2 separate regions of the Zea mays genome follow, and region 2 is linked to region 1. Evidence: chromatin contacts called from public Hi-C data. All regions are on one chromosome and are shown on one strand. The core of a region is the stretch at or near the end of the contact, and the rest is flanking DNA. Distances in the headings are between cores, read along the strand shown. Region 1 holds the start of LOC100283771 (antigenic determinant of rec-A protein). Region 2 holds the start of LOC100384330.

Evidence for each region. Hi-C and Micro-C count contacts between places; a contact is called where the count stands out from the background.
Region 2: a Hi-C map of endosperm shows a contact between it and region 1, with 2.3 times the contacts expected there. The contact joins the promoter of LOC100384330 here to the promoter of LOC100283771 in region 1. A contact is called at or near these places in 2 of 25 Hi-C or Micro-C datasets (endosperm and leaf).

Annotation. Positions count from the first base shown.
Region 1 is chr5:80,905,739-80,910,188 of Zm-B73-REFERENCE-NAM-5.0, reverse strand. It overlaps LOC100283771 (antigenic determinant of rec-A protein), which reads left to right and starts at 2,943. Exons shown (of 1, transcript NM_001156670.2): 1 at 2,943-4,450. The coding sequence starts at 3,157. The coding sequence ends at 4,431. It overlaps LOC100277544 (antigenic determinant of rec-A protein, mRNA), which reads right to left and starts at 2,722. Exons shown (of 2, transcript NM_001327758.1): 1 at 1-2,722. The coding sequence starts at 2,691.
Region 2 is chr5:81,542,570-81,547,302 of Zm-B73-REFERENCE-NAM-5.0, reverse strand. It overlaps LOC100384330, which reads right to left and starts at 1,505. Exons shown (of 25, transcript NM_001362350.1): 1 at 1,197-1,505; 2 at 979-1,079; 3 at 536-656; 4 at 387-446; 5 at 203-270. The coding sequence starts at 1,313. It also overlaps the pseudogene LOC109939505.

The DNA.
Region 1 (4,450 bases), core at 1,694-4,193:
AAGTGCATTAACCACAGCTCCAAAACCATTTAGCATAACATTTGCGTCATCACTAGTCTGCTCTTGGAAAGCATACAAGATACCATCAATAAGCAGCTCCTCCAGACGAGCATCAATATCTGATGCACCCAAGTTGGCTACCACCTTCTCGATTGTTTCCATCACCATTCTTCTGTAGGGCTCACTTTCATCTTTCAGATCCTCAACAACCCTCCCAACAATATCAGCAACTCCAACCTTGTTTGCCATCTCAACTGTAGTTTCCACAAGCTGCTTATAGTTCCTGCGATCTAGAGCCATTCTCCTCACCCAGAAGTGCTTGAAGAAATCTGGAAGGATGTCATTCCGGATATAATCAGCCTCCACACCCTCTGTACTGACACACTGTTTCACCACCTTGAGAACAATTTTCTTCATTTCTTCATCTGGAGACTGGAACTCCCTAATGAGGACCTGCATCACCTCCTTTGTGTAGTAGCTAGCATACAGAGCATCCATAAGAGGGATGATGAAACCAATGGCCTTTAGGAAGGCAGCAAGGACCTTCCCACGGTGAGATCTGATACCCTTCCACAGAGGTTTCAATACAGTATCAAAACTTTCTATACCATATGGTGCAGCAGCCTCAGCAAGTGCAGCAAGAGAAAGGGCAGTAATTGTACGAACTTTCTGGTTTTCATCGCTCAGCCCATGCTCAATGATCTCAACTAGTGACTTGAGGTGTGGCAAAACAGCACAGCCCATGAGAATAGCAATCTGTTGGACGATTTTGATACCAGTGTGCCTAGCCTGCCAAGACTTCTTACTCTGACAGACAGCCTTCAAGAATGGTAAAAGGGCAGGGATACCCAAAGCAGAAGCCACCACACTGAACGCCCTAGCAGTGGTGTTTCTCACATACTCATCAATGTTATCGATGTCGGGTCGCATAGCAGCAATCATAGTAGCAAGCCCAGCTGCTTTGCTAAGGTTTGAGATGATCTCCCTGCCTTCAACACGAGCATAATAGTCCTCATCAATCAACAGTGGTTCAATAACCACAAGAATCTTGTGCACAAAAGGACGGACCAGCTCATCGAGCTTATAAAGTACTCTGTCAATGACCTTCACCAAAAGATGCCTCTCCTGGTCCTCCAGTGTTGGCTGCATGAGTAAGGGCAGTATTTTGTTGAACAACGGTCCTGCACCAAATTCACGGGCTTTGTCTGTCAGTTGCCGAAGTGCTGTTTTACGCTGTGGGGGTGTGCCATTCTTCACTTTGAGTAACAGTTTCATGATTTTCCTCTCCTTCTGCTCCTCTGGCGATAGCTGCTCCTCCTCTTCCTCGTTCAGCAAAGTTCCAAAGTACTGGTAATCCTCGGGCTTCATGAGTGGCAACCCACCAGGCAGCTCCTTGGGCACATCAAAATGCTGCCCACGATTCTCCTCTGGAATAGCATAAAGTGGTGTCCCCAGAGGTGTCGGTGTCGCAAGGAGCTTCCTTGCCGGGGTCCTGATGGGCTGGTAGGAAGCCGGGGGCTCAAGAATCTTGTAGCCCTCCTGCGGGAACATGGCATCAAGCTCCTCGTCAGTGAGAGGCCTGTTCCTCTCCTCAATGTCCCGCTCCCACCGCATGAGCTGGTACTGCTCCGGAGTGATCGGTCCACGAGCAATCTGGCTAGGAGTTGGTGTGGCAAGGTTCTCTGCACCAAATGGCGTTGGACCAGGAGTATAACCAGCAGGTGTTGCAGCACCAAGACTACCAGGGGTTGCACTCCCCATACTTGCTGGTGTCTCATCCCACCTTGATCTCTGCTTCTTACCAGGGGTTGGCGTGACACCACCAGGCAGCTTTGGAGTCGCGTCCCAAGCCCCAGAAGGAGTAGCCCCAGGGGTGGCACCGCCAGCTGCAGGCGTAGCATCAGCATCGGCCATCCTCCCTGGAGTCGGTGTCTCATCCCATCTGTTCCTTCTCACGGAGGGTGTGGCGTCTCCAACACGTCCGGGGGTGGCATCCCAACGGCCAATCCCAGGAGTCGCATCAGGGGCATCCCAGTCCGAGGATGTCTTCACCTTCTTGGCACCGGCACCAGCGTCGCCGTCCTGCGACTGATCCCACCTGTTGCGCCGCTTTGTTGTGGCGGCAGGCTGCTCAGGAGCGGCAGCCTTCCTCTCCTTCTCCTTCTCTTCCTCTTCCTTCTTCTTCTTGGCAATCTCCCTCAGCAGGTCCTCCTTCTTCTTCTGCAGCGCCGCGTCGCGCATGACGTCAGCGTAGGTCCGCACCGAGGGGTCCGGGGTGGCCTCCCCAGCGGCGAACGGGTCATGGCGCTCCGGCGAGATGATCTGGTTGAGGCGGCGGCGGCGGTAGTCGTCCTCGCGGTCGATGATGCGCTGGGACCTCTTGGGCAGCCCGTCGTCGTCGTCGGCCGACCGCGGGATGTCGGCGGCGGCGATGGCGTGGCCCGTGTAGGCCGCGAGGCGGCGCGGCGCAGGGTTGGCGGCCTCCGCGTCGTCCTCCGCGGCGTCGTCCTCGGAGGCCGGGATGGAGGTGTCGTAGCCCGCGAAGCGGTTGGGGTCGGCGCCCCCGCCGCCGTAGAGGTCGGTGTCGAAGGTGACGGAGGACACGGCCATGGGCGCGCCAGCCGCCAGCGCCTCCTCCATCCTGCGCCGCTCCTCTTGCGTGCGCGCGAGATCTGCGTCGATCGAGTCCATGGCGGCGGCGGCGCGGGAAGGGAGCGGGTAGGGTTTGCTTTGGTGGACGGAGAGTGAAGATAAGATACGATGCGCGCCCTTCACATGCGTTGGGTTGAAAAATCTGGCACGGTGGCTGGATCTCGTCCGTTGATTGATCGTTTACGCGATCCGGATCGTTCATTTGTGGTGCTAGCCTTGGACTTATTCCCAAGTCCCAACAAAGCCCTCGCCTGTCTAATAAAAAAACAAAAAAAGCAACAAAAAAAAACAAAGCCCTCGCCCCAATCCAATCGATCCCCAATCCGTTCACGCACTCCCCAATCTCGCCGTCGCCGGCCTCCTCTCCGGCCTCCGCCGCTGCCTCTCTCCACAATAATAATCCACTCCTCGTCGCCTCGCGTCCGTCTCCTTGACCAACGTGCTCCCCCCTTCTTCTACCTGTAATTCCCATCCTGCTTGTGCGGCAAGGGCCTCTCCCGCACGATGGGGAAGCACGAGTTCCTGACGCCGAAGGCGATCGCAAACCGGATCAAGGCGAAGGGGCTGCAGAAGCTGCGGTGGTACTGTCAGATGTGTCAGAAGCAGTGCCGCGACGAGAACGGGTTCAAGTGCCACTGCATGTCGGAGTCGCACCAGAGGCAGATGCAGGTGTTCGGCATGGCCCCCGACCGCGTCGTCGAGGGCTTCTCCGAGGAGTTCCTCGAGTCCTTCCTCTCCCTCATCCGCCGCGCGCACCGCCACTCCCGCGTCGCCGCCACCGTCGTCTACAACGAGTACATCGCCGACCGGCACCACGTCCACATGAACTCCACGCGGTGGGCCACGCTCACCGAGTTCGTCAAGTTCCTGGGGCGCGAGGGGTACTGTAAGGTCGAGGACACGCCCAAGGGGTGGTTCATGACCTACATCGACCGTGACTCGGAGCAGGCCGTCAAGGAACGCCTCAAGCGCAAGAGGATCAAGTCAGACATGGCTGACGACGAGCGCCAGGAGCGCATGATTGCCCGCCAGATTGAGCGTGCGCACAAGTCCTTAGCTAAACCCAATGGTGGTGGTGCTGCCGAGGGCGAGCCTGAGTCTGGCAGTGAAGGAGAGTATTCAGGTTCGGATGATGATGAGCAGGAGCCGGAGGATGACTCGAAAGAGGCAGATAAGGCAACAGGTAAGATTGCGATTGCGCTTCAGAAGGCTGTGCCGGGGCCCAAGGTTAATCCTTTTGACGATAAGCCGAAGATGAAATTTGGTTTTGATGAGGAGGATGGCTCAGGCACCCGAGACCAGGAGAAGAATGAGTTGACCAAGAAGATGGGAAAGGATGTGAAGGCAGCAGAGGCAAAGAGGTCAGCATTGGACGAGCTGATGAAGGAGGAGGAGAAGGCCAAGGAGAGGAGCAATAGGAAGGACTACTGGCTGTGCCCTGGGATTGTGGTCAAAGTGATGAGCAAGTCATTGGCAGAGAAGGGGTACTACAAGCAGAAAGGGGTGGTGAAGAAAGTTATTGATAAATATGTTGGGGAGATTGAGATGTTGGAGAGCAAGCATGTTCTCAGGGTCGACCAAGATGAGCTTGAGACCGTGATCCCTCAGATTGGTGGACTTGTGCGGATTGTCAATGGGGCTTATCGGGGGTCAAATGCCAGGTTGCTTTCAGTGGACACTGAGAAATTCTGTGCAAAAGTGCAGGTTGAGAAAGGCCTCTATGATGGGAAGGTTCTCAGGGCTGTCGAATACGAGGACATTTGCAAGATATCCTCATGATATACAACGTGATTCATTC
Region 2 (4,733 bases), core at 256-2,755, 640 kb before region 1:
GTATAAGATCACTTATTGTTTCATGATATAGTGTGATATATTAGTCCAATAAATGCTTACCAACTTCTTATTGTGTTTGCATAACGTAGCATGAGTAGCATTGGCAATACAGCACGATACAAAAATTTAGACTTCACTGATTGAAGGAACCAGGAAAAACAGTGTAGCAGACAGGAAACATATTATTTCAGTTCAACCATACCTCACATATTCATGACCCCATGAACCAATATCACCTTCAGAACCCAGCAAACGGTATTTCAGACTCTCCTGCGACAAGATGATGTCTCAATTCCAGATTCACGGAACAGCTGAAGGTTTGATTTTTTGTTAAACAAAAAAAAAATAATGGCAATATGAAGATAACTATTGTGGTGGGCACATACTCTTTCTCCTTCAACGGACATTGTTAAAGCTAACACTGACAGTATGTCAGCCATGTACTTCTGCAAAACAATAAGATGCCGGCATCAACACTGTGCCAAACCAATATACAACATACCTCAGCTGGGTGGCCCGAAGTGATCACAGATACCTTGAGCTCGGACTCTGGCATTGTTTCGAAATAGGACTTGAGAGTTCCAAAGTGTGGGCGGAGGAATTTCAGCGGCTTTGGAACTGAAGTCATTGAGCTCGTGGCAGAGCGAATCTCCTGCCTGAAACAGATCAGTTTTAGTGGCAGCAAAGGGGTCAAGAAATAAGACGTTGGTTGCACCAGAAGTCCAGAACTACAGGAGTGCAGCTGGAACACTCAATTATCATTGTCATACACAGGAAAACTCGTCTTAATCTCTACACACTATATAGGCAATAAGAAACATACAGCACCACGACGCTCAAGCTCAACCAAATCTTCACAAAGATGACAAACTTAAACCCACAACTAATATCACACGAGGACCACCACAAAAGCTGAGTTACCCTTGGGGCCACGCAACCCTAGACCTGAATCGGGCGGATTTGCGAAGCGGGCAGTACCTCATGCTCTCGAGCGCGAGCTTCTGCACGCCCGGATCCGCATCCTGCGCCCGCACGACGTAGAGCTCCAGCTGCTCCTTCAGCGCCAGATCCTCCTCCGACTGCGGCACCATCCGACACGTCAGGCGGAAGCAAAACCCCAAGATCAAAACAAGAGGAGCGAGATTTTAGCCACCGCAGTTCGACCTCTCCTAGGGCTCGAAGCGGGGCGGACTCACCAGATCGTCATCCTTCTTCTCGTCCTTCTTCCGCTTCCCCTTGGCCGCGGCAGCCGGTGGCGGCGGCTGCGACGGCTCGGCCGGCGCCGCGGGGCTGGGATTCTCGGGGGGAGACATGGCTGCCTGAGGCGTACGGCGGCTAGTCCACCGGAAGGAATGAAGGACGGGCGGGCGGGGCAAGGGTTGGGCTCGCGGCTACGCGGTGAGCCGCCTCCGGTCGCGTGCGGCGGAAGTGAGGCAGCGGAGTGGAAGAGGGGATCCGCTTTGCCCGTGCGCCTTTGTTACGGAGAGGTAGAAGAGACGTCCGAGGTGGAGCGTGCTAGCGTAGAGCCACGCCTCCCGTTTCGACGCAGCTTTTGCCCCTCGTCCAAGAAGAGTAGACGTGGGCCGAGCAATTGTTCTCTCGGGCCCACGGATTCTTAACTAGGACGACGGTCGACGAGGGTTGCGTATTGTTAGGTGACTCTAGCGGACCGTGAAAAATGAATGTGCGTATCGTATATCTTTACTAGTTGAAGGCTGGTGTGGTGCTACGATTTCCATATATTACATAGTTATACCTTATTTAAATGAGATAATTATTAAAACACGTACAACCAAAATATAGGTAGTTTTTTTTATTGCTAGAGCTATTTGGTAGCATATCTCAAACATGTACACAAATAAAACATAACATAATTGACCTGTAGAAAAAAAGCTAATGCAAGTAGTCTACAATAAACAAATCATTAGTATCAATCTCTCTTACCGCCACTTCTACACCTCTACTGCCACACCATGACAATTCCCTTATACTTCACCTGTCAATTTCTTCTTCGGCTACTTTAACATTTCCAAAATGTATCAGCTTCATTTGTTCTTTCGAGATCTGTAGTCCAGGATAAGTATAAGATAGATCATAAACAGATACAACAAGAACATCACATAGAGATACACCATTTAAATATGGAGGTAGGTATATACAGTGTGTCGAAATTCAACCTAATGTGGGGAACATTTGTCTAGTGGATGTCATTACTCTCCAGACCCCTTCTATAGTAGTTTCTCCCAATCCAGTAAAACGACCAGTGTTAGATGCTCAGCAAAACAAAAAAGACACACAGAGAGAGAGATAGAGAATTCATCTATGACCCGCACCAAACGACCCATATCTTGAGCCTATGAGAGAAACTGGATTGGTAGACATAATTTCTAGCGATTTCGCACAAGTCACATGAGCTCAACTTTCAAAGTTGCCAACAGCAACAGGCAATCCAAACTAAGAACATCTGGGTGGGCAGACAAATAGATAACAAATATAACTTATATGAAAAAACAAATAGTCCCTCAAATTTAACACATGTGACTGAAAAGGATATGATTATATGAATGGCAGGTATGGCTAATGAGATATTTTATAGTTTTCAAGGTTAAGAAGACTGGTTTAAATATGGTAAATAATTAGTAGAGCGCCTACCCAAACTTGCATTCTTTTTCTCCATCTCAACAATACAAGCTAATCTATCATGGACCCGTCAAGAACATATTGCCAGTTTAGCTCCATAGCAAAACATTATCATAAAAAACTATGACAGTCTCTCACATCTGAAAGTTTTTGTGCTGCTTCTTGTTTGAACTTCTTGTCGTACATGAAATAATATAAAAATTAACCTCATAAAGATGTGAATGCTTACAGACTTATGTCATGCTGGTCAGAAGTTACCATTCTCGGGGTATACCAGCTTCATCACGAGTCGTGTAGTTGAATGGACCCTTCAGTACACGCCATGCTCCTTTATCAAGTCTAATGTTTAAATGAACATTCCATTAGTTGGCATGATCTTGTATAAGCATATATCACACACTATAAAATCACGAGGAGAGCAAACCTTGGAAATTATCTCCTGGTTCACAACCCATCATTTGTGTCAAGCTTGTGTCATCTTAATCTCTGGGCCGGTGAACGCCATCCCCATCTTTTTTAGTGCAACACATCAATGGATGAGTCATGAGTCCCAACTGTTACATGACATTTCAAAATTGATAGTGAGTCCATCTTGACAGCAAAAGATAGGACTAACAATAGTTGTTGCATCCAAGGCTTATTGTGATAAGTATCCATCAATGAGAATGAGACCATGCAAGGCCGGCGCACATTAAGTGTGATAAGTATTCCTATAAAATTGAAAAAATGAGAAAAGGAAAAGCACATGAAGGAAGGAAATGAATTGTATGATCTGGTAATTCAGTGACATCTGGATATGCTACTCAACTATATTTTCTAAGTCATGTCATCGGTATTCTTTTATCTTAAGCAAAATTTAGGGAAAAGGCAGAATTAAAACCTGCAACTGATATGTTGATCGATTGGAAGGCCCAATATAGCATTTCAAAAAGAGTATAGACCAAGTTACACTCCAATTTGTTTGGAAAGTGGACTGGTTAGAACCCATATTACCAAAAGCAACAGGAAAATAAAGGGGGTGTGGTACCATTTCTTGTTCAATGAATGTTTACAGAACGGTTACAATTTAGTGACCCTTCATGAATAATGTTTAGACTATGCCAGTAGTGTCAGTTTTTTGTTCATACACTAAACTGTACAGGCTTAGCCACTTGCCTCCTCGTGAACATGGGTCAAAATAGGATGTGTAATCAGGTTCCTTGATGCAGTAGGAGATGTTACATCTTCCACTTCAGATCCAGACTCGGCAGATGCATCACTCACTTTTCTCTGCTTCAGCAGAATAATGGAGTAAGTACTGACTGATGATTGAGAATGATGCATCTCGAAACTTCTACTCTCAAGAATTCATAGACTTACAGTTGAGTGATCTGGCCTAGCATAACGTATTATTTTTCCATCAATGCTGGATATGGTCACAATTTGTCTGTCGTAGTTTGCCTCGTCATTGAGGACTCTGTGGACAAATTGAAGATGCATCAAGTTAGCAACAGAAGACATTGAAGTATCCCCTTTTCTTCTTTGATATTTATTCTTGTTTTCTTTTTCATAATACTTGGTGGCTGGGGTAAAGTGACAGTATATTTTTTTACCTTTATTATGTTGGGATCCTTCCAAGGACCTTTGTCAGATCTTTGGCAACCTTCAATACAATTGCATTTGCCACCAAGAAATTCTGGCAGTTCACTGCATGCATTCGTTAAGCAGAAATTAGAATGGAAGTAATAAACAACATAAATGTACGGCACACAAACAAAATACTAACCACTCGTCAATTATTTCGAGCAACTTATGTTGCTACTTATTCCCAAGAACCTTCAAAGGAAACACTGAATATTATCAGTATATCAAATTACACAAGATGCAATCAAATCAGTGCTTAACAAAGCATTACATACATGGATCTTGGAAGCAGTTTTTGGACCGAGGAATGATTTTATTGTGCTCCATAACATCTTGAAGCCTTGGCCAGCATTAATTATATACATCCGGCACAGTGTCTGTAATAGCATCCAAAATGCATTAGGGGTAGTAAAGTTGGGCCAAGATAATCATAGTGCCAAGAAGGAAGTATATTTCATCTTTTGAATTTT